2 separate regions of the Oryctolagus cuniculus genome follow, and region 1 is linked to region 2. A link is a contact called in public Micro-C data. All regions are on one chromosome and are shown on one strand. Each heading gives the region's core, a stretch centred on a gene start, on an enhancer-like site or on the middle of the called end of the contact. The rest is flanking DNA. Distances are from core to core; before and after follow the strand shown.

Region 1 (7,153 bases), core at 1,725-4,224, 420 kb before region 2:
CCTGCTGATGCCCCCGGGAAGGCCGCGGAAGCCGGTCCTAGTCCTTGGGCCCCTGTGCCCGCGTGAGAGACCCGAAAAGGCTCCTGGCTCCTGCCTGGCCCGGTCTGGCCGCTGCAGCATCTGGGGAGTGAGAGCACGGATAGAAGTCTGTCTCTGTGACGCTCTCAAATAAATAAAATACATCTTTTTTTTAAACTGAGGTGTTTAATGCCTGAGGCCGTTCAGTTTAATATTTATAAAAAATAAAGAAATAAAAGCAAAGGCGTGCTGACCGCGCCAGATGAGCGGCTGGGGTCGGGGGCCAGCAGGGAGACGCCGCGTGGCAGCCCGGGCTCTGCGGGCACCGGCACCTCTCCAGCCGCTGGGCCTTTACCCCCCGCCCCGCCTGCCCCCAGGAGGGTCCCTTCCCAGCCCCAGGGCACCCTCCCCTGCAGCCCCCCTTACAGAGACGGCACCGCCCGCTTGGCCTTTCTCGCTCGGGCCACCAGGGGTCTCCGTGTGGCCACCTGGCTTCCTCCCGGGTTTTTCTGCACATGCTGCGTGCTGGGCGTGTTTCCCGGGGCCGGCTGAGGGCGGGTGGTCCCATGACCTCCCCCCTTCCTGGGCTTGCAGGCATGGGGTCTCCAGAGAAGCCGCCAGGCTTGGGTTACAGGTGCAGCTGCGCCGAAGGGGATTCCTGGTGCATGGCCCGTCTGGCCATGAAGTTCCACCTCAGCCGCAGTGGGGCCCAGGGCACGTGGTCTGGGGGTGCCCCCCAGGCAGGGCCTCGTGGCCTCGCGCCAGCACAGCTCTCGGGGCTCTGGGCTCTCTCTGGACCCCAGAGTCGTGTCCTGGGCCTGCTCTGGTGAGATCCCCCAAGCTGCAGACGTAGGCCGGCACACTTCCCCTCCCCCAGCGGAGGCCGGCACGGGACGGGGCGTGGGCAGGGCCGATCCCTCCGGCAGCAGGGGGCGGGCCCCCGCCTGGCCAGATCCTCAGCTCCCTTGGCCGGTGGCCCTGTGGCCGCAGCTCTGCCCCCCTCCCTGGGTGTGTCTCCGCTTCCTCTTCTTATTAGGACAGCAGTCCCTGGAGCCGGCTCCCGTGTGACTCAGCTCGGCTAATCACAGCTGCCCGTGACCTTGTTTCCAAATACGGTCACAGTCCAAGGTCCTGCGTGGACACGCAGTGTTGGGGGCACCGCTCGACCCAGCAGGGAAGGGGACTGAGAAGGTGAGGGGCACGGACCGCCCCATGACAGCCGGCGCCTGACCCCGTGCGGCACCACGGCGGCCTGTGGGTATGCAGGGAGCCACCTCCTGGGAGGGGGCACAGCGCCCACCCCAAAGACTGGGTTCTGTGTACGCACTGGGCAGGACATCAGGAAACACACAGTGTGTGCAAAGGGAGAGGTGGCCAGAGGTCACCGGAGAACCTCGGTGCACAGCATGACGGCCGTGGGGTGAGGGCCAAGCCCACCCCACCCCACAGACCTAGTTTCCCAGCCCCGTTACTCTCAGGATCCCGCTTTATGGCGGGAGAAGACAGAGCCCAGAGAGGTCAGGCGACCCGGCAAAGGTTGCACAGCAGAGCTGGGGTCCGGGCTTGGAACCTGTGTTCAGCTGACCCCAGGCTCCTCGCTTTTATACACACTTACGAAAGCATCTCCTCTGTGAAAGCCCCCAACCCCGCCCAGAGGCAGCGGCGGAGGCCCGAGGCCAGTCACGGCTGACCTCTCGCACGTATGGTGCAGCCCGCGGTCAGACGCACAGCCAATCAGTGAGCGCCCCTGCGTGTGCCTGCGTCGTCTGGTTTTGCTCTTTCTTTTCTTGCGTGCCCCCGACCACGTGCCAGGCTGCAGGACCCCTCCCCCACGCACACCCGGGCGTGCACCTGCCAAGGGCCAGGGTCTCCGCTGCTCGGGGTTGGCAGGGAGCAGTGGGTGAAGGGAGGAGCTGAGCGGCCCCAGCAGCCCTGGGACGCCCACAGCGGCCCCTCCCCCGCCCTGAGCCCACCCCCCCCTCCACACACACACACGGCGGGCGACGGGCTCAGCACCCCTGTCTGGTAGGGAGACAGAAATCCGCCTGTGTGTGCCAAGGGGGCCCGGCCTGGAAGCCGCCCGGGGTTTCACGCTACAAAGTCCCGCCCTCTCCCAGAGCCTTCCCAGTGGTCTCTGCCTTCCCCCACCCAGGGAGGGCTCCCAGGAGAGCCCTCCTGCCCCGCTCCTGGGCTACCCTGGCGGATGGCACTGGGGAGTGACCTCCCGGCAGGATTCTGACCTGCCGCCCACCCGGCAAGTCCTTTGTCCGGGAGAGGGTGGGGGAAGGAGACGCGGCGGGACCCCACTTGGACGCCCGGGCTGAAGGCAGACGGCTCCCGCCCCGCGGACCGCCCACCTGCCCGTCAGCTGTGTGTTCTTGGTCTAGCTTGGCTGACGGCTCACTGCATTCTGTCTCACTCCTGAACTCTTTTTCTTTTTAATCTATTTATTTATTGAAAGGCTGAATTACACAAGAGAAGGGAAGACAGAGAGAGAGAGAATCTTCAACCGCTGATTCACTCCTCGGAGGCGGCAATGGTCAGGGCCGGCCAGGAGCCAGGCGCTCCATCCGGGTCTCCCACACCGTGCAGGGCCGGAGCGCCTGTGCCGTCCTCCGCGGCTTTCCCAGGCGCATGAGCTGGGAGCCGGACCGGAAGCAGAGCAGCCGTCTCTGCTACACACGGCCCTTCCCACAACGCACCTGAGCCTCACTCCATCACGCCCGAGCTGCCTGCGTGACCACGCGCACGCTGACTCCCTCCCAGGGACCGCCCCCCATGGACGCCCCCCGCTGCCCCGCCACACGCTCAATCAGGAGGCGGCCTGACCCTGGGTGGGCTCGCGGCCGGACGGCGCTGGGCATAAAACCTCGTCCCGGGGCGGGGGGACAGAATCCCGCGTGGAGGCGCTGTGCCTTCTCCCCACATTCCAGGGAGCCCCAGCCTGTGCCCCACGAGAACGCGCACCTGCACAGGGTGAGGAGGGCTCTCCGGGACCCCTGCCTGGGCGGCCTGGAGCCCCTGAGCCGGCCGAGGCTGGGCAGCCTCCCTGTCCAGGGAGGCTGGCGCTGGGAGGCATTGCCTGGGCGACTTCCTGCAGCTCCGCCCACACCTGGCTGTCACCTGGCAACCAGGTGGCCGCGTCCCCTGAGCCCAGCCCTGCCAGGCTTCTCCTGGGCCCGGGACCCCTGGGGCCCTGTCCTCGCTCCCGTGACCAGGCCAGCCGCCGCCACCCGTCACAATGAACCCCGTGCTCTCCAGGTGAGTGCCTGCGCCAGCGTGGCTGGGGCGGAGGGAGGTGGGGTGGGGTTCCGGGGCCTGGTGCAGCCAAGACCGTGAAGGTTGCGGGGGGCTGCTGGGGTGGGGCAGGGGGGAGCAGACTCTCTCCCAACTCCAGCCCCCCACCCCAAGGCCCAGGGAGAGCAGCTCAGGTCCAGAGGGGCGTTACCCGCTGCAGCCCGACACTTGGGTTGGAGCCTCTGGCCCCGTGGCCTCCACCTGGCTAACCCCCTTCCCACCTCAGCGGCCGGCCCCATGGCCCCGCCCCACCCGTGCCCGGTGGTCGCAGCCCCTGCTCACTGGGAGGCGAGCTCACTGCAGGGGCCCGGAGCCCCCAGTGTGCATCTTAAGCAGCCGCCAGCCTCGCTCCCGCGGGTTCAGGCTCACAAGCCGGGGGTGGGGGTGGGGCCTGGAGTTTGCACCTGGCTGGCCGTGGGGGTCATGGGGTCCGAGGACTCAGCTGAAGGGGCAGTGGCACATCCTGCTGAGACGTGAGGCCGGCACTCAGGCCCAGGGCGCGGCTACCGCAAGTGCCACCCCAGTCAGGGTTCGGCAGGAGGAAGACAAAGCTGCGCCGCAGGTTCCGGCCTCGGGGGGGTGAGGGGGGCTGCTCAGGGGTCTTGGGTCAGACAGAGAGAGGCAGGGACAGCGACAAAGGCCGCGGAGGCGGCGGAGCCCCAGCGTCAGGGCTGGTAGCAAGCGGGACCCGGTCTGACCGGGAAGTAGACGGCGACGCGGGGCGTTTGCCCAAGCCCAGGGCACGAGCAGCCTCCGCGCACGGGGACCGTGGTCAGCAGCCGTGACTGGGGAGCGGAGGGAGCATCAGCTGTCCCCCCCCCCCCGCCACACGAGACGGGAGGTCGGGGATGGTGTGGGGGAAACACCACCCTCCCCCGCCACGCATGTCAGAGAGCCCTGCAGGGCAGAGGGAGAGCGTGTGACCCGGTGGGCAGGCACACGGAGCGGCTCCACCGGCGACACAAAAGGCCCTTCAATGGATTCCAAGGACAAAGGCCAGGTGTGCAGCCACGCCCACGTGTGGCTCCTGCCCGCCATTCCCCACGTACCTGGCGCTGTCCCCAGGGACCAGGCGCAAGCTGCAGTGGCCCCTGTGTGCCCACCCCCATCAGGGGCGTCACCGCCCAGCGCGGCCCCACCTCCCCAGGGACAGCCAGGTCCGCGTGATGGAAGCCATGGTGGCCAACGCCGACAAGTACCTGGGACAGCTCTGCTCGCTGCTGGCCGCCTACACGCGCAAGACAGCGCGGCTGCGCGACAAAGCCGACCAGCTGGTCAAGTGGCTCATTGGCTTCGCCAACACCGAGAGCCCCGAGCTGCGGGCCACCCTGAGGGACTTCGCCGAGGACCTGGCCAAAATACAGGATTACCGGCAGGCCCAGGTGAGCAGTGGCCATGCCAGCGGGACACCCCGAAGGGTCCCCTGCGGTCACGCCACCTATAGGACGACAGTTGTGGTGGTCGGGCAGGGGGCGGGTGGGGCAAAGGGACTCAGGAGACCCCTGGCAGGAGGCGCGTCCCCGGGCCCACCCACCAGGGCCCAGAGAGGGCACAGAGATCCTGGGGACGGCTGGGTGTCGGGGGGAATTGTTAGAAGGCTCCTGGCACGCGCGCCACCCTCTGTGAACTCCAGAGAACGGGACGGTCCGGGCACCGGGGAGGCATCAAGTCAGGTGGCCGCAGGGCGACACAGCTGCCGCTCCGCTGGCCACGCAGACCTGGGCAGCTCCCTGCCCACCCGGCATCCTCCTGTCCCAGAGCCAAGGCCGGGAGTCAGCCCGCAGACGGAACGCCAAGGCCCACCAGCAGAGGGCGCTGCCTCCCTGGACCTCGCCACCCCAGAGGTGGCTCCTGGTTTTTAAAAAGGCTAGCTTCTTCTCCAGGGACAAAGGACCCCGACGTGGTCGTCTGCAGGGAGGGAGGGGGTGGTCGCCAGGAGAGCACTCGGGTGGGGGGACCCCAGCCCCTGCAGCAGGGGCAGCCGGCAGGATTTTCAGGGGACCCTGTTCTCAAGGTCCTGGGACACACTGGCTACTCTTGGGTGCCCCACGGTGGCCACACCTGACGGCTCACCAGAAATGCAGATTCCTGGGCCACAGCGCCCCCTGCACCTTCCCAGCTTCACGCCTCGGTGAAGGCAGAGAACGGCCTTGGCGCTGGGGGTGGGGTGGAAGTCCAGTCTGCCCAGCGCTCGCTCCCAGCCCCAGCCTGTTCCCACCAGGAGGCTCAGTTTTCCCAGCATGCACGGCGGGCAGCAGAGGGCAGGGTGAGGGCTGGCCCGTGGAGGGGCTCGGCACGCACTCCGCCCTTCCTCCCTCCCTGGAGACGACCCTCACGGTGCTCGGTGCCAGGCGGGAGACCCCGAGGGGGTACAGGGGTGCTCTTGCTTCACAGGTGAGAGCAAGCCTCCGCCAGGTTCGGCGCTGCACCCCGGTGCTGGGAGGCGGGGCAGCCCCCGTGCCCCGGCTGCGTGCTCGCAACCCTGCAGGCGGAGGGAAGGCGCGCTCTGCTCCCCTGCCCCTCCTCGGGCCTGACTCGCGCGGCAGCTGTGGGGCGCAGGCGGGCATGCCCGGCTGACTGCCCGCCCCATGCATGCCCCCAGGTGGAGAGGCTGGAAGCCAAGGTTGTCAACCCCCTGAAGCTCTACGGGGCGCAGATCAAGCAGAGCCGGGTGAGCGCGGGGCACCGGGGGCCGGGTCTCTCGGGGGGGGGGATCCTCGGGAACCAGCTCTGTTCTCTTCTTTAGGCGGAGATCAAGAAATTCAAACATGCCCGAAATCATGAGATCAAACAACTGGAAAAGCTGGAGAAACTGAGGCAGAAGTCACCCTCGGATCTGCAGAAGATTGTATCCCTCCCTGAGCCGGGCCTGGGGCTGGGGGCTGGGGGCCGCTTGGCACAGGTGCCCCAGGTCTGCTGGGGCTGCCCCCGCGGGGCCACCCGGGCGTAACCCGGTTCCTTAACAGCGCCTCTCCCAGTCCCAGGTGAGTGCCACAGGTCCGGGGCCGGTAAGGAAGGCCCCCCCCCCCAAGCAGCCAGGTGACTCCCCCAGGGCCGAAGCAGGTGTGCCCGGGCCCCCGGCTCGGCGTGGGAGAGGCGGGAAGGCCATGGTCGGGGTCAGGAGACCTGGGCTCCGCCCCCTGGGCCACACCACCCGGCAGCTCAGCCCTCACGGCTCACAGCCCACGTTCCCAGGTGGGCACCCTAGCCACAGCCCTGCTGTCGGGACACGGAGGTACAGGGGTGCAGCACCCTCTCCTGCCTTGCCGAGTGGGGCGGTGTCGGCAAGCTGGGGGCAGGGCAGGGCTGGCGAGGACCAGCACGGCTGCCGTACCGGGGTGCAGGGCGCACCTGGGAAGGGCCTGCCTTGGCGCTTCTCCCCAGGGCAGTCCCGGGCGTTGGGGGCTGCCTGGAGGCTTCGCGAGTGCACCCTGGACCCCTGCTGCCATGCGGCCGCCACCCGAGCCTGCCCCCCCCGCCCCGCCCAGGGCTCCACGAGGGCTCGGCAGGGTGGCGACCCCTCTGGGGAGGAGCCCACTTCCCTGCCCCTCCCAGGGGCTGCCCACTGGGCTCAGCTCGCGCCCCGGCCTCCACCCCAGAGCCAGCGGCGGTGCCCGTCTGTCGTCACGGCCCCACCCCCGACGCCCTGCTCCTGCTGGTGAAGCCCCTGGCCCGTTTCCCGGGCACCAGGGGCCCCTCCCGGCTCCAGCTGCATGCAGCAGGGCACACAGCTGACTGAGGTCGGAGGTGGCCAGCACCCGGCCTCGACACGGCCCTCATGGGGGGACGACAAGGGAGCGCCAGACCCCCACAATTCACAGCGCAACAGTGCCGGGGT
Region 2 (6,524 bases), core at 3,622-6,121:
CGTTAGCAGGGAGCTGGGCCTGAGGTGGCCTGGGAGCAGTGTCTGCGTGGTCTGCTTCGCGGCAGGTGGTGGCTTGGCTCACGGGGTCTCGACGCCAGCCCCTTGCTTCCCTTTCTTCCTCCCTCCTGCAAGACCCCTGGGATTCCCCTGGCCACCTGGAGGAGCCGGGGTCCTCTCCCACTTCAGGGTCCTTCATTCAATCATGCTGCCCAAGTCTGGCCAGGTGGGTCACGGAGTCACAGGTTCTGAGGAGTAGGACGTGGACATCTGCCATGGGTGGCAGTGTGGCTTTGGCTTGTGTGACTGGACCCGTGTTCCCAGCTGACTTTGGTCTCGTGGGCACATTTGTGCATCTGTGGAGACCGCCCTGGTGGGCCTGGCCCGTGCAGCTGCCTGGCCGGGCAGTGCCACTGCTCCCTGCTGGGCCCTGAAGAGTGTCCCCTCTGCCCACCTGCCCCAGCTCCGCCCCTCAGCCCTGCTGCTGGGGCGCGGGGTGGGGGACTTCCCAGGAGCAGGCCCTGCCCCTCCGCTGCCTTCCCTGGGACATGAACATCGACTGAGGCTCCGACAGGGGCCACCAGGCACCTGCCTGGCCTGAGCTGAGAGATAGACACCCACCTGCCCTCAGGGGAGATGGGACTTGGCCCTCCAGCAAGGCTCCACGCAGCCCCATGACTTTGACCTTCCTACACCATTGTCTGGATGAGGGTTCCAAGGGCTATGTACTCTTTAAAAAATTTTTTTGGGTAATATCAATTAAAATTAAGCAATTTAAAGTATGCCATTCAGTGATGTTCACCACTTCTGCACCTGAAATGTCTAGTTTTTTAAGATTTGTCTATTTGAAAAGCAGAGGTAGAGAAAGAGATCCCCCATCAGCTGGTTCATTCCCCAAATGGCTGCAGTGGTCGGAGCTGGGCTGATCCGGTCAGGAGCCTCCTCCAGGTCTCCTACGCAGGTGCAGGGGCCCAAGCGCTCGGGCCATTTCCCACTGCTATCCCAAGGGATGAGCAGGGAGCTGCTCAGGAGAGGAGCAGCTGGACTCAGACTGGCACCCACAGGGGATGCCGGCACTGCAGCCGCAGGCTTAATCTTCGCCATCATGTCATCTTCCCGTCATGTCTGGTTCTGAAACACTCCCATTCCCTATCCAGGAGGCCCTGTCCCTGCTACTGTTAGGTGGGAAGATAGAAGTTAGCCTGTGTGTGTGTGTGTGTGTGGCCTAACAAAAAGAACAGGTGGAGGAGGAAGGTAGCAGCCTGGGGGGGGGGGGGGCCTGGAAGCTGCCCCGGGGTTGCACACTACAAAGTCCCGCCCACTCCCAGAGCCTTCCCCCACCCAGGGAGGGCTCCCAGGAGAGCCCTCCTGCCCCGCTCCTGGGCTACCCTGGCGGATGGCACTGGGGAGTGGCCTCCCGGCAGGATTCTGACCTGCTGCCCACCCGGCAAGCCCTTTGTCCGGGAGAGGGTGGGAGAAGGAGACGCAGAGGAAAGACTGGACCCCACTTAGACGCCCCGGGCTGAAGGCAGACAGCGCCCGCCCCGCTGACCGCCCACCTGCCCGTCAGCGGTGCGCTCCCTGAAACCTTGCTGTCCCGCTCGGTGGCTGGGTGCTCTCCCACATCTGGCTGCATGGGTGCCCGTCATTCTGCGGGGTCCCTGCCCCGTGAAGCCTCGCTGACCGCTCTGGCTCATGTCGGGGAAGACAAGCACCTGCTATGGTGTGACGAACATCCGCCCGGTCTGCCCTCTGCCTGTGGTTCACGTGGACGTCGGTCCAGGCATCGTGGTCTCAAGGAGTGTTCTGGTACTTCCCAACCCTCCTGTCACCAGAGGGTCGGACCGTGTTTGTGAACGGTGCTGCGTGATCAAGCCAGCCTTGGCTCAAATGTGTGTTTCCAGTTGGAGGGTGCGCAGAGTCCAGGGGCTGCGCTGTGTCCAGGGGCTGTGTGGCTGAGGTTTGGGGAAGTTGAGGACTGTGTCCCACAGTGCCTGCACCATGCACCCCCCTGCATCGGCAGCAGTTAGATGGTCCCGGTTTGTCTGTCACCTCGCCAACACCTGCGCTTTCCGGCAGCATAGCCGTCCAGTGGTTTTTGCTCTGAGACGCTGGCGTACTAGGGACCCATCACTAACAGGTCTGCTTCTCTTACGCTCGGCCTGAATGGCTTCTCTCTTCGTTTCAATTGAAAAAGTAGCCAGGGAGTGCCTGTTTGGCAGGGCATGTAGGTGTCCTGAGGTGGGCTGGAGGGTGGGTGGCCAGCAGAGGCAGCTGGCCTGTGCCCCTGGTCTGTCACCGGCTGGCTTTCTGTGCCCAAGTGTGGCCCCACTGGCTGCAAAGCTCTGCTGGTGGGCGCCTGTCTTGCTGAGAAATCAGGCCCGGGGGAGCCACAACGGAGCACAGCTCTCTGGCTGCGCCCCTTCCCCGGATCCTGCAGGCCAGTGTGGGGGCTCCCAGGGGCTGTGAGTTGTCAGAAGGGGTGACTGACTGGTGCTGGGCACATGGCTCTGGGTGCTGAGCTGCAGGTCCAGTGCAGATGGTGGCCAGGACCGGGCCGTGGTGGGTGGTCCAGGCAGGGCAGAGGAGGGGTGTGAGGACAAGGACCCAGTTCCTCAGCGCTGTGCCGTGGTCGCCTACAGAGTCCCTCTCTCCAGGGCATGCCGGCAGGGGGACGGCGTGCGCAGTCACAGCCTTTCTGTGCGGAGTGAGCATCGGGCCTCGCCAGGCTCCAGACTTGCTCAGAAACGAGTCTGTCCTGCGGGGTCCAGCTCTTTCCTGCAGGGGCGGAGCCCGCTGTGGGCTGGGCATCCACCCCCACCAGGTGCCTGCTGTGAAGTGCACACAGGCTCCTCCCCCGGGGCAGGTGCACCCGCCGCCGGACAGAGCCCTTGACTGGGGCTCAGGAGTCCCAGTGTCCACGGGGTGCCCCAGGACAGTCGCTTCTCTGAACCGCGGGCTCTGAGATGGGGTGTGGCCTCCCTGATGGGGGTGGGGTGGGGTTAGTGGTGTGAGCGGGTTTGGAGAGGCAACCTTGACACGAGAACAGAAGATGCGCAGATGGCCTCGGCGTTCTTTCCGTGCCCGGCGGTGGCCACCGGCGTCTGTGTCCCATCTGCCTTAGCCTCGGAGCCTCTCGCCCTGCCAACCTCCACCGATCCCCAGCCACGCGCTCCCTCAGTCTCTGACCCGGCAGGGACTCGGTGATGCGTGTGCTGGGGGCAGGGACCCCTGGCTCCCTGCTGGTTCATGTGCCCCGCACCGTGCCTGGCACTGAACAGGGTGCAGCCCACAGGCTCAGACCCAGCCGACAGGGCGCCCCCAGACCGATCCTGCAGTCTCACCCTGCAAGGCTCACCTGGCGCAGGTACAGAGTCTTGGGGGACCCGGGGTGGGGGGAGGGAGGGCGGCGGTGCAAGGAGGCAGGGCTCTCCTGGGCTCCCAGCAGGGCCTGGGTGCGAGGCCCAGCCTCTGGCCTGGACTGAGCATGGGCCTGGCCGTGCTTCCTCGGGGTCGCGGGAGCAGGGCGGGCCTGCCGGGTGCACCTGTGCCGCCCCACACCTGGGTGGGAGACCCAGGCTGCTGCATGAGCCGCGGCAGGCCTGCGTGGGAGCGAGCGGCGTCCTCCTCGCTGAGGGAGTTTCTGCTGCGCTCGCTGGGTCTGCGGCCGCGAGTCCTGGGGGTGCGGCTCCTAGGAAGTCAGTGGCTGAGTGGCTGCTTCTGTCTGTCCGTCATCTCAGTTTGGCGAGTGGCCAGGCAGACTCTGACGGTCCTGGCTGGTGCTACTGTGCTCTGGGGGACAGGAAAGGGGTCTCCGATTTGGTGTGCCCAGTAGCGTCGGCCCTGGGTGGGAGATGGTTCAGGGGGTTGGGGGCCCTCACTTCCACCCGGCTGGGGCACAGGCACCCGAGGACCTGCAGCACATCCGGGGGGCAGAGCAGACCCAGGGTCCAAGCCTGGGGAGGCTTCTAGAGCAACCGTTCCCGGCCACGGCCACAGGAGGCGCTGAGGGGTGCGGAGGGAGGGTGCACGGGGAGGCGGGTTTGCAGGGAAGGGGGGGGGGGCTGAGGTGCTGCTGGACACCCCTGAGGAGCCAGAGGACAACGCAGGTCACGATGGTCCAGGCTAGAGGACAGCGCAGGTCGTGATGGTCCAGGCTTGGGTGCTCGGGGTCGGCTCAGCCGATGGTGGGGATCCAAGGTGGAAGAGAGAAGGGGTGTCATCTGAGGGAGAGGGAAGGAACTCCAGGGCGGGCCTGGGAGACGGAACCCCGAGGGGCACCCCCAGAAGCCCAGGAAAGAGGGCTAGGAGGAGGCGGAGGCCTGGTCAGCCGCATGTGTCGGGGCTGACAGTGCCGCTGGCCTTTTTCCCCGGGGGGCCCAGACCAGGTTTTTGAGGGGTTGAAGGGTGATCAGAAGGCGAAGGGGGTGTGGGCTCCTGGAGGGGTGAGCCACGGTCACCCCGGGAAGCTGAGGGTGGGGCACAGGCTGTGGGTGTGCAGGGGGCGGTCTGAAGCTCCAGATTAGGGGCATCACAGAGCAGGGCCGGGTGCCCAGAGCATGGTCTCCCACTCACTTCCTCCCCTGGTGGGCTTCAAGCCCACCCCCAGCCTCTCCCAGCTTCTCCCGCAGGCCCAGGCCCTGCCTCCCCCACACCCCCAGCCTCTCCCAGCTTCTCCTGTAGCCCAGCTACTCCGCGGTCGTCCCCAGCCCAGACGGCCCCGCCCCCAGGCACTCCCCCACGCCCCCAGTGTTCACTTCTGGCTGCTGCCAGGACCCGGCACCAGCACCTCCTCCCGGTGGGTCCCCAGCTCCGCCCCCTCCTGCCGGGCCCTGCCCACTCTCCGTGAGGGCATCGCCATTGGCTGACTTCTCGCTAGGGCTCCGCCCCAGGGTTCTGCTTCCGCAATTGGGCCAAGGGACCATCCGTCAGCGCCGTCGCCTGGGACCTGGACAGAGGCGGCTCCCGGGGGAAAATCCTTGACGCTGCCGACCGGAAGGCGGCTCTGGGTCGGTGCTGGGGCCAGGGCTGCGGTGAGCTGGACGGGACGCGGCGGCTGGGCGGGGAGCAGGCCCGGCTCGGGTGGGGACCGGAGCCGACTGTGTCCCAGTGGCCCCGGCTCTGCCCCTCCCCGCCCATCTGTGCCCCAGGATAGGGGGCGACTCGGGGCAGGAGTGGCACCCGACAGGGGAGGGGGGAAGGGAGGAGTCACTCAGAGTCGCCCCTTCCTGTCACTCGGTCTGTGCCCCGCAGGTGCCTTCCCAGGGTCGCCCTGCCGTCCAGACGAGGTGGGGTCCCCTCCTGAATTCCGGCCACAGCCCCAGGCTTGTTCCTGAGCCCTGGCGCTGCTGCCTCCTGGAGAAAGTGCCACTGCCCCTCCCGCTGCTCAGGCAGACAGGGCAGGGCCGGCACCCGCAGCGCCCAGCGTGCTGCTGGGCTCTGTGTTCATTTATCACAACAGCCCCCTGCGGCAGAGCCGTGGTTGTTCCATTTTACAGATGAGCAGACTGAGGCACGGAGAGTGTGCGTCGCTGGCCCGAGGTTACACAGCTGGCAGCTGGGACCAGGATCACAAAGGAGAAGTGTCTCCAGCAGTGCGCTTTATTTAAACGCATGAGAGATTTCTCCGACACCTAGTTACCATTCGCTTGGGAGCTAGGTTTTCAGATAGACCCGAACGGTCGCTTGGCCATTGTGAGGCACCTGGGCAGGTCCTGGGGGGCAGATGGGGCTTTGGCACTGGATTTGCGTGGACGTGGGACCCACCACGCTGGAACACCGTTCCGCACACGGTTCCGATGCGGTGTAGCCGCCTCTCCCAGTAAAGTGGCGTTGACGAGAGCTGCCCTTGGGGTTGTCATGTTTATTCTCCGTGCTGATCACACCCTGGCTTCTCTCCCCAGCCCTGCTCCTCCTCCCTCTGCAGAGTCCGGCCAGGCAGGAGACGGGATGGGCAACAGCAGGAGCCGCTCTGGGCCGAGGGGCCACTCACAGCTTCTTCCCGAGGAGCAGGCGGAGGTCGACCAGCTGTTCGATGCTCTGGTGTCAGGGGCAAGCGGCCTGGGTGGCTCAGCCCGAGCCTTCTCTCTGCAGGCGCTGCAGGCAAGTGTGGCAGCCGTGGCTTCTGCGCGGTGGGAATGGGGCCTGGAGATGGTGGCCCAAGGGCTGAGACTGGGCTGCGGGCAGGTTTGCTGCCTGCAAAGGGCCGGGGAGTACATGCGGTGGCCTTGAGGCGGCTGCTCTGCCTGAGGTTCTGGTGGGAAAAGTAGCAGGAGACAAAGCCAAAGCTAAACGGCCCCCCCCGCCCTTTTTTTAGACAGAGCTACTGCTCTTTTTTTAAAAAAGATTTATTTATTTTTATTTGAAAGTCACAGTTACATAGAGGAGAGGCAGAAAGAGAGAGAGAGAGAGAGAGAGAGAGAGGTCTTCCATCCGCTAGTTCACTCCCCAGTCGGCTGCAACGGCCGGAGCTGCACTGATCTGAAGCCAGGAGCTTCTTCTGGGTCTCCCACGCAGGTGCAGGGGCC

What was found. Hi-C and Micro-C count contacts between places; a contact is called where the count stands out from the background.
Region 1: a Micro-C map of ear pinna shows a contact between it and region 2, with 2.7 times the contacts expected there. The contact joins the promoter of CIBAR2 here to the promoter of MEAK7 in region 2. A contact is called at or near these places in 2 of 6 Hi-C or Micro-C datasets (ear pinna and an unstated tissue).

What each region holds. Positions count from the first base shown.
Region 1 is chr18:66,499,209-66,506,361 of mOryCun1.1, reverse strand. CIBAR2 (CBY1 interacting BAR domain containing 2) reads left to right here and starts at 2,974. Exons shown (of 9, transcript XM_051847361.2): 1 at 2,974-3,279; 2 at 4,463-4,697; 3 at 5,918-5,986; 4 at 6,062-6,163; 5 at 6,294-6,299. The coding sequence starts at 3,260.
Region 2 is chr18:66,084,232-66,090,755 of mOryCun1.1, reverse strand. MEAK7 (MTOR associated protein, eak-7 homolog) reads left to right here and starts at 4,871. Exons shown (of 8, transcript XM_070061851.1): 1 at 4,871-5,006; 2 at 5,901-6,099. The coding sequence starts at 5,947.